Linked DNA regions of Sus scrofa: all the other regions are linked to region 2. The links are chromatin contacts, called in public HiChIP or PLAC-seq maps. All regions are on one chromosome and are shown on one strand. Each heading gives the region's core, a stretch centred on a gene start, on an enhancer-like site or on the middle of the called end of the contact. The rest is flanking DNA. Distances are from core to core; before and after follow the strand shown. Region 1 overlaps GATAD2B (transcriptional repressor p66-beta). Region 2 holds the start of GATAD2B (transcriptional repressor p66-beta). Region 3 holds the start of RPS27 (40S ribosomal protein S27).

Evidence for each region. HiChIP or PLAC-seq counts read pairs in DNA pulled down with a chosen protein or histone mark.
Region 1: an H3K27ac HiChIP or PLAC-seq map of skeletal muscle shows a contact between it and region 2. The contact joins the enhancer-like site here to the promoter of GATAD2B in region 2. A contact is called at or near these places in 8 of 47 Hi-C or Micro-C datasets (epiblast stem cells, fetal heart ventricle, fibroblasts and 3 more) and 2 of 2 datasets of contacts at active chromatin or transcription factors (alveolar macrophages and skeletal muscle).
Region 3: an H3K27ac HiChIP or PLAC-seq map of skeletal muscle shows a contact between it and region 2. The contact joins the promoter of RPS27 here to the promoter of GATAD2B in region 2. A contact is called at or near these places in 3 of 47 Hi-C or Micro-C datasets (blood, fetal liver and liver) and 2 of 2 datasets of contacts at active chromatin or transcription factors (alveolar macrophages and skeletal muscle).

The regions. Positions count from the first base shown.
Region 1 is chr4:95,854,466-95,857,277 of Sscrofa11.1, forward strand. GATAD2B (transcriptional repressor p66-beta) reads left to right here. Exons shown (of 11, transcript XM_021089804.1): 5 at 1-21; 6 at 577-747; 7 at 1,277-1,589. Among named protein-coding and RNA genes, the nearest start is that of SLC27A3, 48 kb to the right of the region's middle. Within about 2 kb of position 1,471, at least 1 of the 83 cell types and tissues checked has an H3K27ac peak or open chromatin away from gene starts, as enhancers often do. A contact at or near this core is called in skeletal muscle, where this site is marked.
Region 2 is chr4:95,765,674-95,768,431 of Sscrofa11.1, forward strand. GATAD2B (transcriptional repressor p66-beta) reads left to right here and starts at 1,316. Exons shown (of 11, transcript XM_021089804.1): 1 at 1,316-1,562.
Region 3 is chr4:95,698,217-95,701,106 of Sscrofa11.1, forward strand. It overlaps RPS27 (40S ribosomal protein S27), which reads right to left and starts at 1,265. Exons shown (of 4, transcript XM_003125735.3): 1 at 1,193-1,265; 2 at 772-880; 3 at 99-209. The coding sequence starts at 1,198.

The DNA of each region.
Region 1 (2,812 bases), core at 221-2,720, 89 kb after region 2:
CAGAATTTGAGAACATTACAGGTATGTGACCCATAGTGGGATCTTAGTGTCAGGGGGCCCTATTATCCTCTCTCTGTTTTAGGACTTTTGTGAAGATCATAGAAGAATTGGCCTTGATAGATGTGTTATTACTATAGATGGTCCTGTTGGACCTTTATGGCATGATTTAGTCCACAGTAGAAAGATGAATAACTTATTTTTCCATTGCAGTCTTTCTACACCGGTGCTTTCCAGCTTACCTCTTTTCCATATAGGTTTAAATAGCTTATACCAAAAAAAAAGCCAGGGACTTGTTACAGCGGTGATGTAGTTTGCAGCTCCTGCTTGGATTCCATCCCTGGCCCAGGAACTTCCATATGCATTGGGGGCAATTGCGGGGGTGGGGGGAAGGCCCGGGACTTTCTAGCCACTAATCAGGTTTTTGATGATGATGATTTTTCCCATAGTCCATTAGATGAAATTATTGTGTTTCTGTGTTTCCACTTAGCTATATGTTATAGGTAGTGTTTTCTCTTTGGCATTTTGTGGGGCATTTTACCACCTAGGACTGTATCTTTTCCTCTTCTTCCCCTTCAGGGTCACAGTGTCATCCGTTCAGCGACCAACACCACCCTCCCACACATGTTGATGTCTCAGCGTGTGATTGCACCAAACCCAGCCCAGCTACAGGGTCAGCGGGGCCCACCTAAGCCTGGCCTTGTACGCACTACAACACCCAATATGAATCCTGCTATCAATTACCAGCCGGTAAGAGGGAGCCCCAATGTGGAAACATAGCTGTCTTTTATTTACTTTCCTGGTTGAAAGAATCATAGATTTTAAGTTTTTTGGACATTGAGAAACTCTAAGACAACAAATTTTGTCCTAATTTTGGTGGGTTGACAGCAGTCCCAAAAAGTAGAAACATTGAGAAATTATATGACTATAGTAGTGGAGAAGAGAGCAGCAGAGCAGCAGTAAGCTAAAAGCTCTCTAGAAGAAAGAGATAAAAGAATCTAGGGAATAAGAAGCATAAGAATATATGACAAAACATTCCAAATCTTTATTTTTCTCTTAGCAATTTTAGTTCATAGCCACTATCTTTCTCCTTTCCTATGTGCCAGAGTCCTTTTTCACTGAAGTTGGATGCCTCATGTCTTTTTCTGAGCTTGAGGGGAGCTAAGTAGTTCACACTAGGATCAGGTAGTATTCCCTGCCTCAAAAGTAAGAATTGTTTTTTTCTCCCACATACGATTACTGACCCCTATACTCAGTCTGTCTCAATCTGTTTCAGCAGTCAAGTTCTTCTGTTCCCTGTCAGCGCACAACATCCTCTGCCATCTATATGAACCTTGCCTCCCATATCCAGCCAGGGACCGTGAACAGAGTGTCCTCACCACTTCCTAGCCCCAGCGCCATGACTGATGCTGCCAACTCACAGGCTGCAGCCAAATTGGCTCTTCGCAAACAGCTGGAAAAGACACTCCTGGAGATTCCACCCCCTAAACCACCTGCTCCCTTGCTTCATTTCCTGCCTAGTGCAGCCAATAGCGAGTTCATCTACATGGTAGGCTTGGAAGAAGTTGTACAGAGTGTCATCGACAGCCAAGGTAAAGCTGTTTTTTTCTGCTCAATCTTTTTATCTGAGTAGGCAGTTGCCACACCTGATTGATACAGGCAGAGTATCACAGGGCACTATGTAATACTGAATAATCTCTCCTTACTATTGCCAGACTATGTCCCATCCCTTATTCAGAGGCTCTTTGGGAGCACCATATCAAAAAGCTTTTTGTGTGTGTGTATATCTTAGGCTTAATGTTTTTATTGTGTGTATAGTGTAGCTTATCTATTTTTTGCAGTATATTCCTTAGTTCTTTTAAATGTGCCTAGCATGATGCATACATAATTTAAAGACTAGAACACCTTTTTCTTTTTCTTTTTTTGTCTTTTTGCCATTTCTAGGGCCTCTCCCATGGCATATGGAGATTCCCAGGCTAGGGGTCGAATCGGCGCTGTAGCTGCCGGCCTATACCAGAGCCACAGCAACGCGGGATCCGAGCCGCATCTGTGACCTACACCACAGCTCACGGCAACGCCGGATCCTTAACCCACTGAGCAAGGCCAGGGATCGAACCCGAAACGTCATGGTTCCTAGTTGGATTTGTTAACCACTGAGCCATGACGGGAACTCTTTTTTTTTTTTTTTTTTTTTTGCCACACCGTTGGGTGTGGAGGTTCCTGAGCCAGTAATTCAGATTGGAGCTGCAGCTGTGACCTATGGCATGGCTGTGGCAACACCAGATCCTTATCTTACTGCACCTGGCCAGGGATTGAACCTATGCTGCCACAGAGACAACACCAGATCCCTAACCTGCTGTAGCACAGCAGGAACTCCCAGAACATCTGTTTTTTGTTTTGTTTTGTCTCTTGTCTTTTTAGGGTCACACCTGCGGCATATGGAGGTTCCGAGGCCAATGGTCGAATCAGAGCTACAGCTGCCGGCCTACACCACAGCTCACAGCAACACCGGATCCTTAACCCATTGAGTGAGGCCAGGAATCGAACCCACAACCTTATGGTTACTGGTTGGGTTCGTTAACCACTGAGCTACGACAGGAACTCCCAGAACCCCTGTTTTTAATATCAGTGTTTATGTGGCATTGTGCTGTGTTATTCAGTCCCTGGTGTTTGAGTGCTTATAGTTAATAGACTGATAAAGATAACTATAACCACATAAAAGCTGTTAACCAACACTGAATCAAATTCTAAATTATTAACATCACATAGTCTATGCTAACAGAAGTTATTGAGCCTGAATTTCTAAACATAAAGA
Region 2 (2,758 bases), core at 66-2,565:
ATGACTTATAAGTGATTCGAAAAACACATTCTAGTGCTCCTGGAACCAGTTATTTCCGTGTTCAAACCACGGCTTACTCACTAATTAGCTGTCTGATCTTTGCAAGTTCCTTAGTCTCTCTGAACCTGAACCTGCCTAAGTTTAGATTTCAGCTCTGCCACTTATCTTGTGTAACTTTGGGCAACGCATTTGATCTGTACCTCACGTTCCTCATCTGCAAAATGGGGATAACAGTTTCTACTCTAACAGAGTTTTGAGCAGTAAATAAACGAATCCACGTAAAGCTCTTAAAAGAATAAATATTCACATATAGCACAGTGTCTCACAATTTCTTTCCACAAACGTTAGCTATTATTGTTTTAACACACTGACTCAGAGACTTGGTGCCTGTCCTCAAGGTGCTCAAGAACACCACCTGTAAATCGAATATACTTTAATAAAGGAAAATTAAAAAAAGAAATGAACAATACTTGTGGTATGTGCTGGAGAAACGCTGAGAGTCTAGGTGGGCCTTACTGCTTTGGGGAAGTACGGAGGCCAGCAGGAGCTGGGCCTTTTTAGTCGATTAGGTGGCGTGGGAGACTGTTTCCCTCATTGTGAACCTGACTAGACCAGGAGATCCCTAGAAAGGGAGTTGCGAGGGCTCTGCACGGCGTAATTTCTCAGCAATTTGGCCAGCTGCCTTTTTTTTCTCCTATCGGGTTTCAGTCACGACAGGACCACGCTGAGGTACAATGAAGACCAGGAAGCTCAAGGCCTTTGGCAGACGGAGACAGGCCACGCCCCAAGTAGACTGCAAGGCCCGAGCGCTTCAAGCCACTTTTATCGTGAAATTCCTGGATTCTGTCGCGATGTAACACCACCCAACGCAGACCCCAGCGCCGTTCCCCCGTCTCCATCTTTAGAATTGGAAGAATGAGAAATGGCCAAAGGGGAATCCCGGTTTTGGGGATACTGGGGTACGGCGGCTGCCTGGGGACCAAAACGTCTCTAAGGTAAAGTTGCAGCCCTGAAGCGATTTTTTGACCCCCGACACTTAATGGGCTGCTGAAGACCCGGATGTGTCTGGGACTGGCCGAGGTACCCATTAACGCGCCCCCGCTAGACCATCCCCCTCCTCCGTTTAGGACTGGGTCTTAAGTACGCCAATCATCACCTCTCCAGCCACTCACTCTTCAAGGGTGGGGTGTAGCCCGGGCATCCCATCTCCTATTGGTACGGCCGAGAAGAGGAGGGCGGGGAGGCCGGCTCAGGTCGCCCAATGGGCGTCGTGGCGTGTGGGGAAGGCGGAGCCGAGGCGCTTGGCAGCTGCCCAATCAGCGTCCTTGTTTGTGTGGTGCCGCCGCCGCCGGTGCAGCCGCCGCCGCCGCCGCTGCCCCCGTCTGTACCGCAGTGTCTGCTCCGCCCGCCCGCCCCGGTCCGGCCCGCCCCCCTCCCCCACCCCCGCCCCAAGTCCCGTCAGCGGGGTCCGGAACCCACTGTGCCGTCGCCTCTTCCTTTTTCGACGCCGCCGCCGCCGCCTGAGGAGGCGAGCTAGCCGGGAGTTACACCGCCACCGCCAGGTGAGGAGCTTTGGCCTAGGCCAGCTTGGCCGCCCGCCCGCCCGGGGGCGGTGAGGAGCGAGGAAGGGAGGGAGGCTGGGAGGAGGCGGTGGTGGCGGAGGTGGGGGAAGGGAAAGGTGGAGGGGCGGGGGGAGGGGAAGCGCCCGCGAGCCGACGCCCGCCCGCGCGCCCCCGCCTTGCGTCCCCCTCCCCCCACCCCGGCACTGCGCGCCCCCGCCTCGCGCTCCCCTTCACCTCATCCCCTCCCCCCGCTCCGCGCGCGCGCCCCGGTCTTTCACTTCGGCCTTGCGCGCCCCCAGCTCGAGTCCCTTCATTTCTTCTCCTTTTACTCTTTCTCCCCTCCCTCGCGCCCCGTTTCCCCCGCCTTCCCCGCTTTCACTCACTGCCTCATGCCCGCCATGCTCCCCTCCTTTCCTCTCTAGCGCGCCCCCCCTTAACTCTCTCCACCCCCAGTGGTGCCCTCAGGGTGCGGGGGCCGCTCCCTACTCTCAGTCTTGTGTTTGTCGGCGGTTGGGACAAATGGGGGATCCTTAAGGGTGAAGGAAGCACGGGTTGATTATCTTTATTTAGGCAAAGGGGCCAGGAGGGCAAAACCTTACCCCTTTATTTCATCGTCCACGGTTCCCTCGCCCTCTGGTAGAAGGGGATTGTCTCAGCCTGTATGATGTGGGTACTTGTATTCTGTAGCGACTAAACCACCCCCTTTTTTAGCTGGGCTGCTGGGACCCGCTTGGTCTGTATCCCAGTCCAGTGCCTGAGGGTCGATGGAACTAGAACTTGCCCTTCCCTAAACCAAACCCAGACTTAGAGTACTTTCTGCTATCCTGCTCTCAATTACACGAAGGAGCTAGCCACTCCTGTAAGTGCAGAGGTTTGGGTGCCATTCGCCGGCCCAGGACAGCGTTCCCCCTTCATAAAGGTATGATAGTCTCTTTGGATTCTTCCCCAGCATTAACTTCCCTCCAAACACAAAATATTAGTTCATAGGGTTGGCACTGAAGTGGAGATGGAGGCATTGATGGGGGTGGCATGTGGCTGCTAACTGAACTACCTATCAACCTTTTCTTCTGCTGTCATCTGGAGAATCAGGTAGCCTTCTGAGAACCAGTTTTCTCATTTCTGATAAATGATTATTTAGAAGGCTTTTGTGTGCGTGTGAAGAGAGCCGGGAGATACTTAACATAGTGTATTTCAGC
Region 3 (2,890 bases), core at 15-2,514, 68 kb before region 2:
AAAAAAGACTATCAAACCCAACCCTCTTGATGAGACATTATACATGATCTCTCTTAAAATTCAAACCTCAAAATCCTAACACTGATTAAACCATTTACCTTCTGTAAGCCTTGCTTTTCCTCCTGTAGGCTGGCAGAGGACAGTAGAGCAGCCAACACACAAAACTACTGTTTGTGCATGGCTAAAGACGGTGGTGATTTTATAGCATCCTGGGGAAAAAACCAAATTAGTTATTTTACTTTCTCCATCTTTTCTTCACCTAAACGTACGCTGTCCTGTATCAACTGTAAGATCAGAACGTTATGTAATTGCCGAAATTCACTTTCCCATTCTAAACTTGATTACCTAGCTCCACATATACATTAAAGCCAACTCGGAAGCTTCCTGGACTACCTGCCCCCATCGATGTTTTTTTTGTCACTAACATATAATATAAACATTACCATCATCCCACAGCCTGAAGAGGAAAGGAGTGAAATCAAAGATTATTGAAAAGTCAAAAAACAGAGAATCCTCTACTTGAACGGGAAGGACGCTCAGTAACTGTACCTTGCATCCAGGTACAAGTACAAAAATGACCACAGCAGAAACCCAACCTATCATCCCAGTGTCTCCTACTTTGCAGATGAAGTTTTGAAAAGAAACTACTCTGGGTCACTTCTACACTGCAAAATTCTTACTCATCTCACACCTTCAACTTTCAAGAAATGGGACCTTTTTGCAATTCTTGGGCTCCAACGCTTCCCCCACTCCTACAAGCTATCTCCTCACCTGGGCATTTCACATCCATGAAATAGGAATTGGGGCTCTGCACCAGGCGCTTCTTCTTGTGTTTCCTCTTCTCCTCTTCTGGAGAGGGATGAAGGAGATCCTTTGCGAGCTACGAGAAGTAGAAATGCAGAGATTTAGAAACCAACGGCGAACACGGAATGATGAAAACAGCCTCCGCTGCCACACACCGGGGAGAGCTCGCCCCTCGCCGCCCCTGGTGTCTGCGCAGCTGGGCCGCCATCTTATCTCCTCTCCGCTCCCGTCTATGCAGGGGACCCCGCGGGCCTCCGCGGTCCCCGTAGTTAATGTCCTGGGAAGCGCGAAGGGCAAATGAGTGCCCTCTGCGATCCGAAATCAGCGTGAGGGGAGCGTGCGGACAGAAGAGCGAGATCTCCGCCGAAACCTGGACCAAGAGACTCACAGGCATGTTCTCGAAGGGACGTCGTCACCGCCGGAAAGGAGCGAAGGCGGAAATCCTGCTCCTTATATCCACCGTCCTGCAGGAAGTGACGCATGGGCCTTCGGCCGCCATGTTGGGAAGGACTTTTTCTCACCGTCTGCACGCGGTGGAAAGAGCAGGGGGCTGCCATTTTTGGAAGGTCTCTAAATGAGAGACATAGGAGTGGCCACGTTCAGAGTGTGAGCTGGAGCTCCCAGAAGTTCAGTGTCCCCTCCTCTTTCGAGGTGTAAATGGACAATTTTATTTTATTTTATTTATTTATTTTATTTTTTGTCTTTTTTCTATTTCTTGGGCCGCTCCCGCGGCATATGGAGGTTCCCAGGCTAGGGGTCGAATCGGAGCTGTAGCCACTGGCCTACGCCAGAGCCACAGCAACGCGGGATCTGAGCCGCGTCTGCAACCTACACCACAGCTCATGGCAATGCCGGATCCTTAACCCACTGAGCGAGGCCAGGGAGCGAACCCACAACCTCATGGTTCCCAGTCGGATTTGTTAACCACTGCGCCACGATGGGAACTCCTAAATGGACAATTTTAAAACTTGGTGCTGCGCTTTGACAATAGGAGCTCTTTAGGGAAACAGCGAGACTGAGCCATGTCTGGAACTTCTTAAATTTCTTTGCCTTTTTTCAATAAGTTTAATTTACCTTTTTTTTTTTTTTTGTCTTTTTGCTGTTTCTTGGGCCGCTCGCACGGTATATGGAGTTTACCAGGCTAGGGGTCTAATCGGAGCTGTAGCCACCGGCCTACACCAGAACCACAGCAACGTGGGGTCCGAGCCATGTCTGCAACCTAAACCACAGCTCCCGGCAACGACGGATCCTTAACCCACTGAGCAAGGCTAGGGACCGAACCCTCAACCTCATGGTTCCTAGTCGGATTTATTAACCACTGCGCCACGAGGGGAACTCCTAATTTGCCCATTTTTAACAACTCAGAAATGTAAAAATTTACAGAAATGTAAAAAAAAAAAGAATCCATCAAAACGATATGGTACTGGCACAAAGTCAGAAATATAGATCAGTGGAACAGGATAGAAAGCCCAGAATTAAACCCACACACCTACAGCCAACTAATCTATGACAAAGGAGGCAAGGATATGCAATGGAGAAAGGACACCTTGTTCAGTAAGTGGTGCTGGGGAAACTGGACAGCCACATGGAAAAGAATGAAATTAGCTCACTCCCTAACACCATACACAAAAATAAACTCCAAATGGACTAAAGACCTAGATATAAGACCAGACACTATCAAACTCTTAAAGGAAAACATAGGCCAAACACTCTCTGACATAAGCGACTGCAACATCTCCTCAGATCCACCTATCAGAGTATTGACAGTAAAAACAAAAATAAACAAATGGGACCTCATCAAACTTAAAAGTTTCTGCACAGCAAAGGAAACCCTCAACAAAACGAAAAGACAACCCACAGAATGGGAGAAAATCTTTGCAAGTGAATCGACTGACAAGGGATTAATCTCCAAAATTTATAAACACCTTCCGCAGCTCCATATCAAAAAAACAAACAACCCCATCCAAAAATGAGCAGAAGATCTAAACAGAGAGTTCTCCAAAGAAGACATACAGATGGCCGAGAAACACATGTTCAATGTCACTCATTATTAGAGAAATGCAAATCAAAACCACTCTGAGGTACC